Regions from separate parts of the Rattus norvegicus genome. Here region 2 is linked to region 1. The links are chromatin contacts, called in public Hi-C maps. All regions are on one chromosome and are shown on one strand. Each heading gives the region's core, a stretch centred on a gene start, on an enhancer-like site or on the middle of the called end of the contact. The rest is flanking DNA. Distances are from core to core; before and after follow the strand shown.

Region 1 (7,397 bases), core at 3,450-5,949:
CCTTTCGAGACCTTTCAGAAAAAAATTACAGGCTACCTAATTTTTATTCGGAGCAGCCGACTACATCGAACACTCACAGCTTTATCTCTGTGTGTCTGAGGCCCTGTTTGTGTGCTGGAGTGGACTCTGGTAATTCGACTGTGTGTCTAACACCTCAGCAGCAGAACCTGCTGTGACAGCTGTTGCAATGGCTGCCCTCATCCAGCTCACGTCTGACATTTCCAAGGCGGGATCTGATTACAGCTAGCAACTTGAAATTAAGCACACAGAGAAGAAAATACCGGGAGACACAGACTGAGCAAGGGGTGAGGCAGGCTGCACTGTGTTCCCAGTTTAGGCTCCGAGAACCAGGCAAATGAACCTGAGCCTGAGCCTCCTCCGTGGTGGCTTCTGGGTATGAAAGCTTTTCAGATCTGGTCAGCTCAGCACAGACGTCACACAGTGTCAACCCACGGGGTTCCTCTGGGGTGCCTAAAATCTCAAGAACACGTGAGTTCAGTTACCAGAAAGTGTGAGAAGAGAAGCTAAGGCATTATAATCATAAATACAAGTCACTGCTCTGTGCCTGGGATTCAACTGCATCAAGTTCAAGTTTTCTCGAAAATTTAAATTTACTTTTACTTAGATTTCCTTCTCCATCCATTTTATGAGCCACAACTAAATATTTAGCCATCGTTTCTCCGGATACCCTGTGTAAATTTCAAGTTTCCCTTATGAAATCTTTAAGCCCAGGAAAAAGACCACAATGCATAAACACAGTTAAATACATGAATACAGGAACACAGTAAGTACGTGCACAGACAGTTGTGTAACTTACAAAGCACGTTTGCATAATACAACCACAATTTATCCCGGGCACAGCAGTGATGTCCAACATCCATCCTTCCTCCTCTCTCCCGAAGTTCCTTTGTGCCAGTGATTGGTGATTACGTCATTAGAGGTGATCAATGTTAAATAAGAAACCTGAGGCTATCTGTAGATGGGGAGCAGACTCCAGAAAGGTGGGCTGCAGGGCCATTGTTCCTTCCCTCTGACCTTGGATAAGCACAGACGATGGTAGACCTCCATTTCCAGATCTGCCTAGCCTAACCCACACATCCAACTCCCAGGGACTTAATGTAAGGATCCAATTAGACAACGAGTGAGAAAGTCTTGTCCAGCTGCCAAATGCAAAATAAATATTCTTAATTTTTTCTGCAGTTCACCTTCTCTAACATTTCTGACCTCAACTTCAGCATAAGACTCCATCGACTAACGAGAGACATGGTTTTTTCTCCTAAGAGCTCATTGTAATGGTCTCTTTTATCGTCATCGAAACACAGAGGTTTCCATTTGGCAACTGTGTACCCAAGTCTCAGTGGACTGGCAGCTGAGGTCAAGAGATAACCAATATCCTATATGATCTTCACACATATGGTTTTATTTTAATTTTATTTAATCAAATTAATTGAATTTAACGAATTGATCAGGGGTTGAATCTAGGGTCTCATGAATGTTTGCATCACCAATGTTTAGTATTTTTTTTTTATAGCCAAAGCTGCAGACACACAGCTGTACATTTCTGACTCCCACACCACAGATTTTACCACTGACCCCGAAGCTCCAGGTTTGGACCCAGGAATCTGCTTTTGGTACAGAGTCATGGTCTAATACAGATATGCCACTAATGCAGGAACCCGGAACTTAGTGTTTGAAAAAAAAAATCTCAATTTGTAAGCAGCCATGTGTTCCTCATTTCCTCCCCGTAATAACAAGATTTCTCTATCAATTGCTTATTAGAATCAGGCATGAGGGGTTATGTGAAACAAAGCAGCCCTCGCCGGTATGTAACAGCTGCCTTTTCATGTTTGAGCACTTTGAAGTAATATTTTCCCAGTTTTCTTTAATTGGATGGAACATTCACAAAGGGGTTTCAGAAAATGTATTCCATCCCAGAGTTGTTCTGGCCTCTGCTTAAGAAAATAATCTTATAAGCTGTTAAACTGATCGCTGACCAGTCACTCTTGGAAACAGAAGATGGTTTCCCCTCCTTTTAAGCAGTTCCACTAAAACCTCAAGGTATTAGTGGTCCGTGTTATCTGCTGAAAGAAAAGATAAATATTTCGCCTCTGGTGTCCAAAGAGTATAAAATAGCAAGGTATAATTTCAGAAGCTATAGCATGCTATCGGCCGGTTTCCTAGGGATACAGAATCGAAATGGACTAAGTAGACATCCATCTGTGGTACTAAGCTTGGCTCTGGTCTAGGACTAGCAGAGTCTGGAACAAACAAAGCATTACATTAAATCTGGGAAGGATTCATAAAGAAGGAGCTCATTTTGATATTTCTAGCCTATAGACTGGCATATTCCAAGTTGCAAAGAATAATTACTATGGCTACTCTAAATATACCATACTGAGTTTCATAGCCCTGGGAACTGAAATCCATTTAGTCGTGGCCACCTATGGCTGCGTTCCCATGGTAGTTCCCATCTATAGTTATAATTGATTTCTCCCCTCCTCCCCCCTCCCAGGCACAGTCCTGTCCCAGAGTGGTATTTGACCTTATTTCACAGTCTTGCCGTCTGTAAATGATGCTGAGAAAAAGCAGCCAATCAGGAGGTTTGTTTTCTGTTCCCTGTTAAGTGTTCTATCAGACAGTGAAAGCAGTTTGAACTGGATGGGGTATTACACATCCCTTCTCTGGAGTCTACCCAGGGTTAATGGATACTCAGTTAGCTTGCAAGACTGCAAACTGATACCTGTGTGTACTAGCCAAAGTGACATCCTCTTTTTTTCCCTTGTGGTGCTATTCGTTTTTAGAATTGTAATATAATGCTAGGAGGAAACTCTGTGGCAATAATTTTCCTTTGTCTTTGGAAGAACATACAGTGTGTGTATGCTGATGGGAGTCTTTGTTTCTTTGTTACTTTGTTGTTTTAAGAAAACAAGGAGAAAACAACAGCAAAGATTAAAATGGGGGGATCTGTTTTTAATATCTATTTGTTTAATATTTATTTTCCTTTTGTAGCTTGCCATTATTTCACAGAGAACTACTCTTTTTTTCCTGCCTAGAAATCTATTGTCAGTGAAGAGTATGTTACCACTGTGGACAGAATTAATCTGCCAGGTGTGTCCTGGGTTTGGTTTAGATTTTTCATATTCCTTTTTCTGTAATTTCATGTAAAATACTTCCTTAAAGTAAGATACTTGCTATCTCCTTCCTGTCTCCGGAGAGGCTCAGCCAGAGTATGGCAAATGCAGAGGTGAATGCTCGTAGCCAACCAATGAACTGAGAACGGGGTCCTCATTGGAGGAGTTAGAGAAAGGATTGAAGGAGCTGAAGGGACTTGCGACCCCATAAGAACAGCAATACCAGCCAACCAGAGCTTCCAGGGACTAAACCACCATCCAAAGACTACACATGGACAGACCCATGGCTCCAGCTGCATATGTAACAGAGGATGGCCGTGTTGGGCACCAACGAGAGGAGAAGCCTTTGTTCCTGCCAAGGCTGGATCTCCCCCACACCCCGAGTAGGGGAATATCAGGGTGGGGCAGCGGGAAGAGGGGGCTGGTTGGGGAGGGGGAACACCCTCATAGAAGAAGGGGGAGGGAGGATGGGATAGGTGGCTTATGGACAGAAACTGGGAAAGGGAATAACATTTGAAGTATAAATAAAAAAATCCAATAATAATAATAATAATAGTAATAATAATAAAAGATACTTGCTATGTTTGAACTTTACCTAGGCCAGTTAATTACTTACCAACTATGACCGGGGCAATATTTGATACAAGAGTACCATCCATGCCCAATCAGTGTAGAAATGGGTTCCATTTTTGGTTGTGTCAATGTTACTCCCTCTGAATAACACTGGACAACTCCCAGGAGCAAAAGTGGTACAAGGCTGTGGAGAGGTGTCTTCTGATCGGAACTGACCAATAATAAAAACATAAATCAGGAAAGTAACTCTACCCTTTCTGATGACCTCCAGATGTCAGATTTTAAGGCCAGGTAAGTAACAAGCAACTTGCAAAAGACTGTCCTGCAGCAAAGACAATGACAGTAAAGCCCCTAATTTCTGGGAACCTTGTGGGTGCCAGGAGCACAGGACTCGGTTTTGAAATCCGAATCACATATTTGAGACAGCTAGTGTTCCCAACTTGAGCTTCTTGGCAGCCGTGCTAGCTGAGCGTGCACATAGCATTGGTGGATGGGAGCAAACAAGTTTAGGGCTAGCTGCACTCCTCACAGCTGCTGGTCAAGTGGCTGCTTCCAAGGTACATGACAGGGCAGTGCCAAGAGAGAGAGGGCACAGGCTGAGAGGGAGGAACCTGGGCCTTTCAGGGAGGTTTCTGGTGGGGGGGGGGGAGATAGATTTAATATACAGGAGTATTTTCCCTGAAGTCTTTCAGGGACAGAATGCCAGCAATAAAAGTCAGGCTTAGTTAGTGACTGTCAAGGTCAACTGGGATACAAAGCTTTGACAAGCATCTCTGCCCCATCATACCCCATCTCCCCCTGACCAGTCTACTTTGTACAACCACTGTCTTTAGAAAGAGACACTGTTCACCCAGAAAGGCAAAAACCATAACAAAACAGAAGCAAACAAACCAACAAGAAACCCAGCTCATAGGACACCCGGGAACACCTCTGCTTTAGTTCTGTCTGTCAAGTTCAAGAACGCTCTGACAGGAAACTATGTTCTGATTGGTGTTGCTATCCAGTCTTCGTCCAATAAGATCACAGCTTTCATTGACCACTTAGGTGCGAGTTCACAATCTGACAGTGCTTTGCGGCACACACTATTTAAAATGAATGCTTTTGTTGATGCACGTGTGAAAGGGTCAAGAATCAAAGCGTGAGAACAATTTGTGTGCTTTTCCATAGTATATCTGACCTATCTTCCATGTGTGGACATTTTTCAAAGGCATCTTAACCCAGTTTGCAATGCTGAGCACTTATTAGACTGGGCGCGGTCTTTGTCGCCATCTTTCCCGATCACTTAAAAGAAAATGCCTCTCATCGTTTGAAAGGAAAACCGGAACGCAGACTATGATTTCCCAAGCAGCCATATCTGTTTTTAGGCTACAAGTTCTGCTTGGCTGTCCAGGTCCACCATCCGGTCTTGTGCCGGGACGTTGGCGTTCCAGCAGCCAGTTCAAATCAGGGGCAAGAAGCATTGGAGCTGGGCTCTGCTCTGCCAAGCAGATAATCCCCTAATGGCCAGTCAGCGTTTCTATTCAGACTGACCTTCAGAGGCAGGAGGTGCTTGTGCAAAAATAACCTCAGAGATGCAGGAAGTCCTGCCCGGGCTATCATCCCGGTCTCCATCACCGACTGCAGTCCCCAGTTTCCTTTTGCAATGTGAGGCCTGCATATTCGTGACGCTTCAAAGTGATCTTTCCTTCTTAAAACATTCAGAGTTTAGGACAGAATTTGCATAATTCTATTAGAAGGCTTACACCTCGGCTTTGGAAAAAGAAATATTTGAGAAAATGCGATTTGCGGGGGAAGAGCAGTCTTATCTCTTGGTCCAGAAGGCGCTTCCTGGAACTAAGCTTGTTAACGTTAGGGTTGCCTGCTAAGTACCACAGACTGAAACCTGCTCGTTAGGAAGGGTTGATTTTTATCCTCACTCCCAGTCTGTGGTGGTTTGAGACTTAAGATCAGGAAGGATTTTCTGTTTCACCCTGTTGCAAACCGGAGTCCGGGTACAGTGGAGGCTGTGCAGCTATGTTTCTGTAGATTTTTACACCATGGATGTATTGGTTCCTCTCAACTGAGAGCAGTTTATTTTGGTGTCATTGCGGAACCTGAGGAGACTGTCCCCAGATGAAATAGATCTGAGGGCTTGTCATCATGTCTATTTTGATCAGATGACCTGCCTATCTTTCACAGGCCGAAGGCGAGTCTGGCACACCTTCAGGTTCTTCGGGGGTTCGTAACGAACCAGACACCTTCAGCTGTGTAAATGTTACCAAACCAACTGTAATTAAAAATCCCCCGTGGGTCACATGAGTTTCTGTTAATCGGTCTGCTGCTCCAGGAGCCAAGAACTTCATGTTCAGATGATGACAGGCTGGGAGAAAAGTGAGACTCTCTACCTCCGCTGAGACCCAAGAGCACACGGAACTACCCAGAACCGCAGCCTGACCTCTCTCGGGACTTCTGTCCCATCCGGAACCACCCTAACACCTGACTTCATTTTCACTCCCCAGTGACCTGAATGACACGAATACAAAAAAGGACAGTTTAATTTTTTGAAATAACAAATTTTCTAATTATTGTAATAGCAGAAATAGCTTTTCTTCCTACTTGATTCAATGAATATGAAAGTCTATGTGGATTTATTGCACATTATGTGTTTATGTTATTACAGAGTATATGTTTATGTTATTACACGGTGTACGTTTATGTTATTATATGGCACACGTTTATGGTATAGTACATGGCATATGTTTATATATCTATTACTATAGGATGCTTCAGTGGGACTGTTGTCATGGTACCCACTGACATTTCCCACCAACAATCTTTCCTACCTATTTGTGAACAAAGCTCTTGCTTTTCAATATATAACATTTTCCTGGGCCCTACCTGTATTTCACATCTAACTTAAACCCTCTTCCAGATGGTTCTGTGATTTCTCTAACACTAGTGGCTTACATTGCAGTTCCTTTTTTCTGACAAGTGGCCCTTCTAACATGCTTCTATCTGTCTTGACAGCAGACTCCAGGTCACAAATTAATCTTAATTTATTCAGACAACTTGCTAAATATCTAAATAGATGAAGGAAAATTTATTTACCAATTTACTAGAGAGATTTAGAGAAAGTTTTCATAAATTTATTTCTAGCTATTTAACTGTATACACATATCTTAATACATTATTTCAATTTGCAGTATTTAAATTTATACACTAATTTTGTACATACACTTGGGAAAACTTTTCTATGGAGTTTAAAAGGAATGGTTTGTCCCCCTGTCAGTTTCTCTGGGACAATGCCGGCCTCTGCTTGTACCTAAGTGCTCTGCAGTGCTATGGCCTGAGGGTCAGTAAAATTCACATGTGAAGGTAGTTTGGAAAGAAAAGCGCTCAGCACTGCAGACCGAGGCCTGAGATCTGTGACCTTCTTACGTAACGCACAGGCGAAGCTATGTTTCTGTACCTAGGCACAAGGCAAAAATGTGAGATGTTCAGCCAAAATTGCCACCTGAGGACACACAGAACAAAGAAACACAAGTCTTAATCAGATTAGTGCTAACGAACCAGTCTCTGGCCTGTTGTGAACTCCAGAAACGCCAAGTCATTCCAGCGAACAAACAGGGGAGCCAGACCTTGGGGAACAAAACGTTTTCTTAATTACTCGAGTTCTTTTCACAGCTGAGATTACAAGATAGTTTCCATTGTCTG
Region 2 (7,397 bases), core at 3,128-5,627, 120 kb after region 1:
TTTCTTAGCAAACCCAAGCCACTGAGGGGAGCTGCTAGCTCGTTTTGTTCACACAGTGGGGTACTTCTCAATAGGAAGTACCCCAAAGACTCAGGTCAATGACTGAAGATGCCAACATTTTAGTATCAGAACTTTAAAGGTAGTTAGTATCAGAAGACACACTAGTACAGTGAGGAAGCTACTATGGATAAAACATACTGCAGTGAATCACTTCTAAGTGATGTCTACAACTTAACCTGCTTCTCATTGCCCCTCAGGCCTGGGCAATAGAAAGGAGCCCACAAGGAGAAAATGAATTCCACAAATATGGTAAAGTGAGTGTGGCTGATGGGCCTGATCCAACCACAGCCTTACTGATCAGTATAAAAAGGAACAATTTTGCCTTGGGAGATGCAGAACTCCACCTAGAGGAGGACCAACTGAAGCCACTGACCTTTGAAGCTCTATGTCTTACAAGGGAAAAGCACTGAAGCTGTGTGGATGTGCCTCAAATGGCAGCTTAATGTTGTGGGAAAGATCTGTGCTGTGGTAAGCATTCATGCCTTGCCCTGCATGTGCCACAAGCCAAGGTCAAGGTCAAGGTCACTTCACAGACCTAAGCAGAGCATCAAGAGACCAATGGACAAGCGATTCCTCTGCTAATGGAAACCTTATGTGAAACCTGAAGCAATTTTCCATGAGGAAACATGGCCATGTTCTGCCCTGCTCTTAGAGGAGGTGATGCCTGGCAAGAGCCCTCAAATCTCAAATGTTGTGAAGAGCTTCACAGAGCCACAGGCCTGACCTTAAGCAATTTCCTGTTTATTTCTTTAGCTTTATGATGTTATTGGAACACTGCTGAAGAGCTGGCCTTTTTATAAAGCCTCAGTTAGGATCCTTTCTTTGACCTTGACCACAGCTTCTTACTCAGTGAACAATTAACTTGCTAACTGCTGCTTACCTCTCTGTGTTGGACAGTTGGCTTTTAAGTACCTGGATACTGCAGCAAGCCACAAGGATCTGAATCCTGACTGTATGACTTTCCTGATAGTGAACACGCTGGCCTCAGTTTCCTCATGTGAAAATGAGGTATACAACAGCAGTGATCTCAGAGGGGATATGCTCAGCTGATATCGCCTTAGGGAAGTCTGAAATGCTGAAACCTGTCTATCTTCTCTAGGAGACACTAGCATCTGAGACATTCTTTGCTGAGAACAAGTGCTCAAAAGACTAGGACTAAAATTAAATATTAACTTATGACCATCTTTGACATTCTGCAGTAAACAATTTAGAAACATAAAACGAGTACTTTGCTCAGACTTTCAAAGAACATCAGTTCTTAAGAACACAGGCCATCCATATGCTCCTGTTTGTCCACTGTCCAGACACTCAGGCTACATCACCACCACTACCACCGCTCACCGCCACCAGCACCACTTACTACCTCCAGCAGCTCGGGTCAGGGTGTCTGGATTTGAAAGGAGACCACTTTCCTCCACTGTCCTTGCTAGCACTAGCTGTGGCCACGGGACGATCTATTTTCCATGTGTGCTAGAGCACGGCTCTCTGTGTGTTACTTTACTCTCTACATTTCCTCCTACTTGTTCTACTCATCATATATCAGGAACAGCTAAGGGGAACATGTGGAACGGAAGGGAAATGTGCAAGTCTTTAGGCTTTCCTTCTTCAGGGGAGAAGTGGAGAGTCAGCTGTCCTGACAAGGCTTGGCAGTCCTCAGCAGAGATATTTCCAGAAGCTCCAAGAGGCCAAGTTTGCTGCTCCTTTCTTTCCCTGAGGCTTCCTTCGTTGTGCCTGCCTAACAACACAATAAACAGATGCTTTAAAAGACAGGAGCGTCCTTGGAGGGAAAGGTCTAATGTTAAGACAAAAGACCCTGAATTTGAACCCCTACTCTCTAAGCTGTAGCCCTGTGACCTGGAATAAGAGACTCTACCTCTCCAGGCCAAAGCGCTACTGGCGAAAGGTCTGTTGGACTGTCACACTTCCTCCAACGACTGTAGGGCCAAGTCATGAGTGCGGCCTGGGTAAATACTTGAAAAATGGAAGTACTCACCATTGTGAAAGCTTTGCTGCAAGCACTATTGCAGTCTTCAAAGCTCTGACCCGAGGCACAAAGAGCTTCCAGTTGGGTTCCAGCCACTGGTTACCAGTGGGTGGTGTTGAGTGTGAGCAAGTTCTAACCCAGACCCATGATATACAGCGCCACGCAGAATGCAAGCAGAGAGTCAGCCGTGCATTAGTGGGCAAATCCAGGATGATAAACCTGAAGGTTTTAAGTGAACTGAACTCCCATATAGAACAACACTACCTTTTCAGAAAAAGAAGCAACCATTTGACCACCCAGAGATGCCTTAAAAAGTTTGCCTGTAAGGACCAGTGTCTTGACTTTCTTATTTTTACTTGCCTTGTTCTCTGTAGTCAGTCTACAAGCTAGCTGAAGCTAGTTTTCCGAGAGTTAATAACATTCCCCATGTCAGCATGGAAAAATTAATTACTGATATAACTGCTCAGAACTTTGTGTATACACCAAATCAAATGACGTAGTCTTAGTGTGATGCCAAAATCCTGCTATATATCTGGAACACTATATTACCAGTACAGCTAACATCTGAAAATCTTGAGTTAGGCAACAATAAAGAACAGACTAAAATCTAATGTAAGGAAATGAATTGATGTTATACTTATATGTAACTGGCATCCCAAAAATGTAAGGTCAATGTACTTATTCATTTTAAATATACAAGCAAACTCAAAACTATTTCCAATAAATCCTGAATATGTATAGAAGAACTCCCCATATGCCTTGCATGGAAAAGGTATAATGCTAACTCCACACACAGAAGAGGGAATCACCCGCAGGAGAAACCTTTTCTAGGAAGCGCCTCCCAGCATGCTGCTAAGGTCAATGAGGGTCTGAACCTGATGAAGCTCACGTGTGCGACCATCTGACTTTCCGTACAGATGTGGAGCATGCTCAGGGCGAGCCATAGCTTCCTCTCAACTCCGGGAACGTGAGTCTAAGGACGATACAGGTGTTGGTGATCGGAGTGAAGCTGAAGAGAGTACGTTCCGTGGTCTTGAGGAAAGACAGAGCAGGTGCCAGGGTGGAAGGCTACACCAGACACACACAGAAGCAAGGAGGGGGAGGAACCAAGAGGTTGTAGAAAGCAAAACTGACACAGTCATCCTTTCCCAGAATTCAGCAAAACTCCTTAAGATACTTAGACATTTCACTTGATAAGCTTGTAATAACAGAAAATTTTAATCAGGGTGACTATCTTGAAAAATTCATAGAGGGAGTATATTTAACTTTTTAATAGCGAAAACAAATTGCAAACAATTTGAATTTCAACAACAGGGGAATGTAAGTCATATAACATCTTGGAAGGGAATGGTATATTACATATACAATTATACTTCAGGAAAAGTTTTTATTAATGAGGAAAATATGTGGTTTTCTTAAGTAAGGTGAGAGCTATAAAAGCATATTAACAGTTGACTATAAATATGGATATGCTAGAAAAATAGAATTCCCCCCTTATCCACTGGCAAGGCCAGGTCCCAAGGCAGAGACTGGTCTGATGGCTCTTAGGAAGATCACAATAGGGAGCTGGTCCTTAGAGACTTCCAGTTCCCTTTTCTGAGATCTCTGAAAACCAGAATTAAAAAGATTAATTCCGTTGAACGCGGTGGCACATGCCTTTCAACCTTAGCACGTAGTAGGCAGAGGGAAGATAATCTGTGTTTTCAAGACCAGCCTGGTCTATTCAGTGAGTTCTGGGGCGGCAAGGGCTACATAGTAATACCATGTTTAAAAAAAGAAAAACGAACAATTTTTATAGGTGCCAAATGAATCTATCAGTGGCACCTTCTTAGCTCCCAGAGTAAGTTAAAGTTGATAAAACATTTGAGAAAGGAGGGCCATAAATGAATAGTCCCAGTGTATTACTGACATCATCACCTCATTAAAATGAATTTTTATACCATCGGAACAATGTTAACGATTGTGCAGTTTAAATGAAACATAAACATACCATTTAAATCTGGACCATCGCTAAGGAACACGAATCAAAGGAAAACAGGCTAAAGGAAATGCCCAGAGCTTTCCAGGCTCCTGCCACATAGATCTTTCACCTTTATGTACAAAACCCGTGTTCCCACAGATCTCTGGAGCAATAAAAAATGTACTGTACATCATGAGCTGACTTGCTATAAATGTCGTGAACTGTGCAACCGTGGAAGGACACCTGCTCTTCGTACAAAGGACACAGACAGTGGGGCTGGGATCCAAAACTAAGAAGAGGAAGAAGTAAATAAGGACACTGACCCAGACAAGGGTTGAGTCAGCTGGGCAGCCTCAGACAGAACAGCCCTTGCATTGCTTAAGCTACAGGGTTCACTTGCTCAAAACTAGAGGCCATAGCCACGTAGGTGGAGGCCAGGGAAAGACTGTTCCGTGGGTTAAATGATGATTAACCTTGGCGTTCCAAGTCACCCAGTCCTCCAAGGAGAAGACTGTAAAAGACCCAGACTGTTTCTATTTCTGCGCTACTGATAGGCTCAGCGAAAAACTTCAGACGTTTAAGACAGAAAGAGCGGCATGCTGACCAAGCACAGGCACTCATTCACTTACCATTTCCACAGGAGCCTCTTGCTCTTGCTGGCTACATGGCCTGATCCACAAAGTGGTGTTAATATCTACTTGGCAGCTTAGTGGAGCAAAAGAAATACGCAATGCAGAAGGCCTGGCACACAGCAGGTGTCTAATGATGCTCAGGTCCGTCTATGCCTCCCTTTCAGCACCTTCTCCAGGTACTTGTCTACGTAGTCACTACCTAAAACACTCGGAGAAAGACCAGGAGCACAGAGAGGAAGATTTTAGGGAGCTCAGATGTTATAAAACCATCCCAATAAAAAGATCTCTGAACCTCTGCTGTTTACTTCTACCCCCAGCCTCTGTGTGTGTGTGTGTGTCTGTCTGTCTGTCTGTCTCTCACTCTGTGTCTCTGTCTCTCTCTCTCTGTGTCTGTCTGTCTCTGTCTCTCTGTCTCTCTCTCTCTGTGTGTCTCTGTCTGTCTCTCTGTGTCTCTGTCTCTGTCTCTGTCTGTCTGTCTGTCTCTCTCTCTCTCTCTCTCTCTCTGTGTGTGTGTGTGTGTGTGTGTGTGTGTGTGTGTGTGGTTACTAGATTGTTCAAGTGCAAGTTTTTCCTGCATGTGTTTCACATTCACTTTTGTATTTGTTATTTTTTCTATTAAAAGAATTAAGGAAATAGTAACAGGAAATAAAAATCCCTAGGCATCTTTCAAAAGATAAAAAAAAATGAGATCTTTAGGACTTTATTATGATTGCCTGAAGAGGTGGCTCAGTTTCATGGAGCTAATCTGTGGAAATAAGTAGGCCAGAGGAGACTGACAAGAAATATGACTGCGCGCAGAATGCTATAGCTGTATCCATCCTGTAAGAACAGCCACACTGCAGACTTACTCATCTAACACAGGCTGACTGCAGAAATGTCACGTGCTAGGCCGGGGCTCTAACCATGTGCCAGGACCACATGAGTGTCATGGGTTTCCCTCAAGACACTAATTGCACACAGCCATTGGGCAAGGACCACAAATGACCACACTTCCTAGCTATATTCTCCTTTTCCATTAAGTCTCACTGTCTGGGACCCATATGATACTTTACAACATGCACAACTTTCCAGAATGTAATGAGATTGAGGTAATGATGATCAGAGGCCCTAAGAGTGATGGTCAAGTCACATCTGCAAACAGTAGGGGCAATCCCACTATGTGAGACCAGTCCTGGGACAGCCACTTGGAGGAGGAAGGTTTGCTCGCCCAGTCTGAGACATCTGTGTTCTCAGTCCCTACTGTGGTTTGCTAGTGCCTGTTCCTACTCAAACTTTTACGACATTCACAGCTGCTCTGTTCCCCTACGTCACAGCTAAGGAAGAGGTGCTCTGTAACACCTGCCAGTTCCACAAGGCAGACTTTGTTACAATGGTCAGAAATGGACCCTGTCCCCATAACACTGAGGTAATGACAACTACCAATCCTTTAGCAAATAGCGACTGCCTGGACTGCCAGGACTGGTGCTCCCAATTCGTTTGGAATGAGAGTCTTGCTCTGTTTTGGGGAACGTGTACTATCCTTTCTTTTTAGCAAACATTTTCAAGTGGATGTTTCACTTGAAGAAACAACTGCTTTAATCTAAGATGAGAAACAGGAGAAATAATGTTCATAAACCTAGAAGTTAATTATTCCTCTCTGTTGTGTGTGTGTGGGTGGAGGGTGTGGGGGGACAGAGGACACCTTTTAGAAGCCAGTTCTCTGTCCACTGTAGGTTCCAGAGACTTGTAGGCTGGTGTGGCAAGTTCCTCTACCTGAAGAGCTATCTTACTTTGGTCCCCAAAAATTATAGATAGAAAAAGAAGTGAAAAGAATTTTAAAAATACTACTCATGACCAAGTGACAGAGGGTGTAGCTTAGTGGTAGAGTGGTCAATACCAAAATAAAAACATGAATGAATTAGCTAATTAGAATAAAAATACCCCAGGTGCCATGGCTTCCTGCAGAAACACTGCTGATAGCCACGTGTCTTTCTGCTTCTGTGCAGGCACACACGGATGTGGTCTGCTGACTGGGATGGAGGCACAGCTCACCCCAGTGTTTCTCCATTATCATTTCTAATGGCAGAGTCGTCTCTGCTCTTACGGGGTCTATTTAGCCAACGGAGGCCCAGTTTTGTGGAACCTGTATACAGACTGTCTCGGGAGCTTGGGCTTTATGTGATCTCTCCCTGTCTAGGTTGTCTTGGAAGCTCTGATTTCCAGCATCAGTGTGAGTCTGAGCCTCTGCTGTTCCCAGAGGTAGACATTTGGGAGTTAATTAGGCCCTGGAGTCAAACGACATCCAAGTCACCTGATGTCACTTAGATAGGGAAAACTACAGCCTATGTCAGAACCTAACTTTCTTCTGACCAGAGAGATGCAAAGTATGAACCTTAAGAGCACATTTTCATTCACTCAGCTAGTATTTGTGCAGCCACTGGTGGCATGCCAGGGTCACTTTGAGTCATTCAACTCTCCAGCCTTATGGAACTTACACTATGACAGATTCACAATCTCAAAAGGGTAAACCAAACAAGAGAGCAGTCTGGAGTTCTCTTGTCACAGTAAATTTGGTAGAAATTACACAAAACCAATGCATGCATATCTGAAGCTACCACAAAATACTAGAGTCTCCTGAGTTACCAAGTCATATGATGTATTCTGTTACCAAGTAACCATTAAATACTGTCATTAGAAGAAGCACTTCCAAGAGACAATGGTATCTAGAACAGTCAGACTCCAGTCTTAGTAATCGGATAAAAAAATACTAATATATTTAGGA

Evidence for each region. Hi-C and Micro-C count contacts between places; a contact is called where the count stands out from the background.
Region 2: a contact with region 1 is called in a Hi-C map of psoas muscle, with 2.2 times the contacts expected there. The contact joins two enhancer-like sites. A contact is called at or near these places in 3 of 12 Hi-C or Micro-C datasets (frontal cortex, liver and psoas muscle).

What each region holds. Positions count from the first base shown.
Region 1 is chr1:25,074,497-25,081,893 of GRCr8, forward strand. 1700020N01Rikl (RIKEN cDNA 1700020N01 gene like) reads right to left here. Exons shown (of 8, transcript XR_010062835.1): 8 at 6,808-7,397. Among named protein-coding and RNA genes, the nearest start is that of 1700020N01Rikl, 140 kb to the right of the region's middle. Within about 2 kb of position 4,700, at least 10 of the 93 cell types and tissues checked have an H3K27ac peak or open chromatin away from gene starts, as enhancers often do.
Region 2 is chr1:25,191,929-25,199,325 of GRCr8, forward strand. The region is part of intron 2 of 1700020N01Rikl (RIKEN cDNA 1700020N01 gene like); the gene reads right to left. Among named protein-coding and RNA genes, the nearest start is that of 1700020N01Rikl, 19 kb to the right of the region's middle. Within about 2 kb of position 4,378, at least 25 of the 93 cell types and tissues checked have an H3K27ac peak or open chromatin away from gene starts, as enhancers often do.